2 separate regions of the Triticum aestivum genome follow, and region 2 is linked to region 1. Evidence: chromatin contacts called from public Hi-C data. All regions are on one chromosome and are shown on one strand. The core of a region is the stretch at or near the end of the contact, and the rest is flanking DNA. Distances in the headings are between cores, read along the strand shown. Region 1 holds the start of LOC123145129 (BOI-related E3 ubiquitin-protein ligase 1). Region 2 holds the start of LOC123141660 (E3 ubiquitin-protein ligase ATL4).

The links. Hi-C and Micro-C count contacts between places; a contact is called where the count stands out from the background.
Region 2: a Hi-C map of leaf shows a contact between it and region 1, with 4 times the contacts expected there. The contact joins the promoter of LOC123141660 here to the promoter of LOC123145129 in region 1. A contact is called at or near these places in 3 of 5 Hi-C or Micro-C datasets (all in leaf).

What each region holds. Positions count from the first base shown.
Region 1 is chr6D:366,517,047-366,519,746 of IWGSC CS RefSeq v2.1, reverse strand. It overlaps LOC123145129 (BOI-related E3 ubiquitin-protein ligase 1), which reads left to right and starts at 1,273. Exons shown (of 4, transcript XM_044564452.1): 1 at 1,273-1,492; 2 at 1,603-1,709; 3 at 1,819-2,147; 4 at 2,240-2,700. The coding sequence starts at 1,446.
Region 2 is chr6D:366,769,678-366,772,377 of IWGSC CS RefSeq v2.1, reverse strand. LOC123141660 (E3 ubiquitin-protein ligase ATL4) reads right to left here and starts at 1,429. Exons shown (of 1, transcript XM_044560748.1): 1 at 1-1,429. The coding sequence starts at 1,216. The coding sequence ends at 116.

The sequences.
Region 1 (2,700 bases), core at 24-2,523:
CTCAAAGACATACGAGGTAATATTCACATTCGATTATTGACTAAATAAGGATTGCCTTTTGGATTTTGTATATTGCATTCCTGCAAAAAAAAAAGAGTTTGTATATTGCAGCTTGAAGGATCTAAACCATTTTTTTTAGCATCAGTACAGACACAAGCGCTCATATATACGCGCATACACTCACCCATATGAACGCACACACGTACACCCTAATCCTATGAGCACCTCCGAAAGACTGAGCCGGCATATCATCTTGAGATTTACGAAGCCACCATAGGCGCCTCGTCGTCGACGGGAACGTCTCCTCCCACTGAAAGCGCATCGCCGGAAATCCTGAAATAAATCCAGGAATAATGCGAGCACCAGGATTTGAACCCTGGTGGGTTGGGGATACCACTGTCCACCTAACCATCTCAACCACAGGTTGATTCGCGAAGGATCTAAACCATTGATATGTAGACAAAGGTTGTGATCCCTCCATCTAGAAATGTAAGGCACAATACTATTTTGAGATTTACTTTAACCATCACTTTTTTTTTTGCAAATTTACTTTAAGCATCACTTCATAATATATGATATGCGCATTAAAGAGGTATACGAACAAATTCGTATTTGAAAGAAGTTTCTGATGATATTATTTCCATAACACATACTCCCTCCGTCCCAAATTACTCGTCGCTGAAATGGATATATCTAGAACTAAAATACATCTAGATATATCCATACGTGCGACAAGTAATTCGGAACGGAGGGAGTACATTATTGATCTTATCGATGGTCAACATAGATCGCGAAATACGCATTAGACACTACATTTATGGACATAGAGGGGCAATCTTTTGATAAACACCTGCTAACAAATACCAAACCCAAAGCATGGACGAGTAATCCAAACTTCGAAAGATTTATGCGAAGCTACGAGCCTCCAACCGCTCCCAGGCCAAACAAAGAAACGCCTACGCCATCATTATCGCGAAGCAAAGGCTCCGTAACCAAAACCACCACCCCATTTAATCTGTTTATAGAAAAAACACCCCATTTTAATCCCCTGCATTGACGTCAAGAAATCCTCCATCCCCTGGGATTCTTCCCCTAATTTTAACCGCCCGAACGCCCGCAATCCAGCCAATCTAGTACTATCTATGTTTTAACCCCGCGAGTAATTTTAGGCTGCCCACGTTTTCCGTTCGTTTCCGCGATCGAGCCCGGCCCCATCCGCGTCGCGTCCCGTTCCGTTCCGTTCCATGTGAGAGGTTTTAAGGGGAGCGTGCGAAGTGGGTGCGCGGAATTGGACTCGGCTCACGCCCACGCTCACGCTCGGGCTCAGGCTCCTATTAAAACCACGAGTGGAAGTTTTCTTCCCCGTCACCTCCCGCTTCGCGAACCCACCACCCGTCGTCCGTTTCTTCTCCTCTCCCCACCTCCTCCTCCTCCTTAACATAACAATGGCTGTGCAGGCCCAGTACCCCTCCAATCTCCTCTTCCACGATAGGTGCGCCTCCTCACGTCCCGCCCTCTCTCGCTCAATCCTCCTCTTCCACCACTGCAGCTGTTCGTCTGGTTTGGTTTTCTGGTGATCTCATGGCTTCCTCTCATTTACAGAGGTGACCCGGAGAGGGCGGACATGGACCTGCCCAAGCAGCAGCAGCATCAGCATCAGCAGCAGCTCGCCGGGCTCTCGCCGGCGGTCTATTTTGCCAGTGGCGGAGGTGCGTTTGCCTGCCTCCGCGCCTGATTGCCTGATGCCGCCGATTGATTGGCCGCGCGCCGGCCGTACGGTTCACGGATTGTGACATGGCTTGGTTCGGTTTCTTGCAGCGAGTGGCAATCGGAGGAAGCGCGCCAGGGAGGCCATGGCGCCGCCGCCGCCGGCCAAGGAGGAGTACATCAACCTGTTCGCGCAGCAGTCGGCGCCCTTTTTTAACATGGCGCAGCTCCACAACAGCAGGGTCGCGTCGTCCCCGTCGCCTGCCCCGGTGACGCGCGTGTCCACGGGCCTGCGCCTGGCATTGGACGAGCAGCAGCAGAGGCAGATTAATTCCTTGTGTTACCCGTCCTCGTCGTCGCCGCTCGTTCCCTTCTCCGATGAATTCGCCGGACAGATGAAGCAGCATGGCGACGAGCTCGACAAATTCGTCCGGGACCAGGTAATCCATCTTGGCTCCGGCCATGCCACGGCAATTCAGTTCAGGCTGTGCGCTCGTTTCTTGGCCTCACGTGCCCGTGCGTTATCCACCAGGGCGAGCAGCTCCGTCGGGCCATCGCCGATCGGATGCGCCACCACAACCGGGCACTTCTGGTGGCGGCGGACAAGTCGGCCTCGCGCCGGCTCCGGGAGAAGGCGTTGGAGGCGGAGCGCGAGGCGCGGCGCGGCGCCGAGCTGGAGGAGCGGCTCGCGCGGCTACGCAACGAGGCGGCGGCGTGGCAGGCGAAGGCGCTCTCGGAGCAGGCCACCGCGGTCGGCCTTCACGCGCAGCTCCAGCAGGCCGCCTCCGCGGCGCGGGCATCCTGCGAGGAGCTCGGCGGCGGCGACGCCGGGCCGGCCGAATCGTGCTCGTCCGCGTACGTAGACCCTCGCCGCGCCGGGCCTGACCGCGCGTGCCACGGCTGCCACCTCGGGGCGGCCACGGTGGTGCTCCTCCCGTGCAGACATCTGAGCCTCTGCCGCGACTGCTTCGCCGCCGGCGACATGGACGTGGC
Region 2 (2,700 bases), core at 180-2,679, 250 kb before region 1:
CTGCTTCTGGGGCCAATTCTATTTTTACGTACAGCAGAGTCCTCATATAATATGGAAGTCGACAAAAAAAACTTCAGGGTCCGAAATTACAGACGGGCTAATTATAATCCTCCTATTATACGCCTACGATCCAGCGGTACAGGCCCATGAGGCCCGCCTCGTCCTCGTCCGCCGCCCGCGGCGCCGCCATGGCCGCCGCCTCGGGGTCCCACCGCCACGAGTCCTCCTGCCGGTGGCTGTGGTGGCTCTGGCTCCACCGCGCGCTCCACCGCCCGGAGAGGGACGACGCCGAGGAGGCCAGCCGGTCCACGTACTCCCGGAGCCACCCGCGCGACCCCGCCGCCTCCGCCAGCGCCTCGCCCGGGCCCTGCGGCGCGGCGCGCTGCCCGGCCACCGCCGACTTGGCCGCCGCCGCGGGGCGCGCGATGCGCGCCACCACGGCCTCCACCTCCTCGTCCACGCGGTAGTCGAAGGAGCCGAGGGAGTATGTGCGGCGGTCGTCCCCCGCGGCGGACGAGCGTCGGTTGCTCACGCTGCCGATCTCGACGCGGAAGCTCCTGGACGCGTTGCTGCTGCTCCTCGCGTCCAACGGCTCCTGCTGCGCGGCGGCGGTGTAGGCGGTGGGGAGAGGCGGGTGCGGCAGCGAGATGGCGGCGCGGCAGAGCGGGCACGACGGCGTGTTGCGGAGCCACGCGTCGACGCAGGCGGCGTGGAACGCGTGCCGGCACGCCGGGAGCAGCCGCAGCTCGGCGTCGGGCACGAACGGCGACAGGCAGACGGCGCAGTCCGGGGAGCTCTTGGGCAGCGCCGCCAGCGCCGACGCCATCGTGAAGAGCGGAAGTGACGCGATCAGCCGCTCCTTCTCGTCGTCGACCACCTCGCCCCCTGCCGCTGCCGCTGCCGCCGGGCCCGCCGCGGGTGTCGCCGAAGGGGCGGCCGCCTCGGCGTCGGAGCGGGAGGAGGCGCCGAGTCCCCTGGAGACAGCGCTCGGCGACGGAGAGGATGTTTGCCGCGAGGAGAGGCAGCGGAGGAGGAAGTGGATGGAGATGGAGGCGCAGAAGACGAAGGCGAGGAGGGCCGCGATGATGAGGAGCGACGGGGAGAGGTTGAGCGAGGAGGAAGGCGGCGGAGGCGGCGACGGCAATGGCGGCGGGGGGATGGTGACGGCGAGGGGGTCCCCGGCGTACGGTGGCGCGGGCGGCGGGAGGGAGTCCATGGCGGAGAGGCAGGAGGAGAGAACGCGTGTTTAAGGCTCGGTAGCTGGCCGCGGTCTCGAGCCTTTTATGGGTTTTGGGGTGCGGGTGCGTGGGCGTGGCGACGGGGAGCTATGCTACGCCATACTGCCGCCGTAGGCAGCGCAGCGGGGATGGAGAACTGGAAGGTAAAAAATACTGCTGGTTTCGCCATCACAGGAAGCAGGAATGTGAATGGCCCTCACAGTTTCTCCACCCAACTTTTGTCGTTCATCTCACCATCTTTCGCTTTGCATTTTTGACTATGCTCGTCTTTCTGCACTGCAATTGCACATCTGGATCGTTTCAGTTGTCCGTATTATGCGAAATTGCAGGAGACAGGTCAACCGTTCCTACTCTAATCGGTCGTGTGGAGATCACAAATCCTACTTAATTCGATGTTCATATACTGCTACGTGATGTTTCAGCCTTGTTCTACTGCAGTACTGACACGGTGCATTTGGCCGGATTCGACGAGTCGTCCCAAGTGACGGGACAAACAGAGAGCTGACGCCGGCCCTTTTGTCCATGGCCAGATGTAAAAGGGAAGCCACAAACCATCCGATTTGCTTCGATTTGGGCCGCTTTTGTCCAACTATTCTGTGTGGGGGGCTTGCGCAATTAGCTTTGATTGACACGAGAAAAGCCGAATAGGCCCATTCTTTGTTCTTCCGGGAGAAGCTAAAGCCCTTTTCGTAGGACGCTACACGGCCAATTCGTGAGAATATGCACACTGTCGGTTTTTACTGCCGAGCTTTGTGGATCATCGGAAGATCAAGCTGGAGTGACCGCACCGACAACGTATTTTGGTGGAAGAACAACTACCAATTCGATCGACTCTGCCATGAATGCACATACTGTATTAATTAAAATCACTATGGGGTGAGACATGCACGGGCGGCCTATATATTTCTCTACTAGACCTGCTGGGGCCATGGGTATCTACCCCGATCAGCGAAGTTGCTTGCGTTGGAAGCTCAGTATAACTCTCTTGTAAATTAGTGAAGAAGAAGAAGAAGAAGAAGAAGAAGAAGAAGAAGAAGATTAACAGCATATTTATTTTAAATTAGTTAAGGCGCATCAAAATTTAGATCGAGCGGAAAAAGGACGGCGTAGGTAGTAGTAATGCAATTGGGTGCCGGTACATGCTGCTCTGTACGGGCCTTTAATTTCCCATGTCTGTGAATTTATGAACTACATCAGTCACATAGCAACCTATTGTAGGCCCCGCGTTTCAGTGCACTCATGGCGTATCAAACGGGAAATTACCTAATCTGTGCAAGTAGAAATGTCCCTTGAATTTTGTTTTTGAAACGGATAAAGTCCCTTGAATTGATTAGCATAGTGTAGATCTCTCTCTCTCTCTCTCTCTCTCTCTCTCTCTCTCTCTCTAGCGAGCTGTCTGGATAATTTTGCGTCCGTCATCACGTAATACGCAATATATACTTAATTATCAACGAGCTGGGTA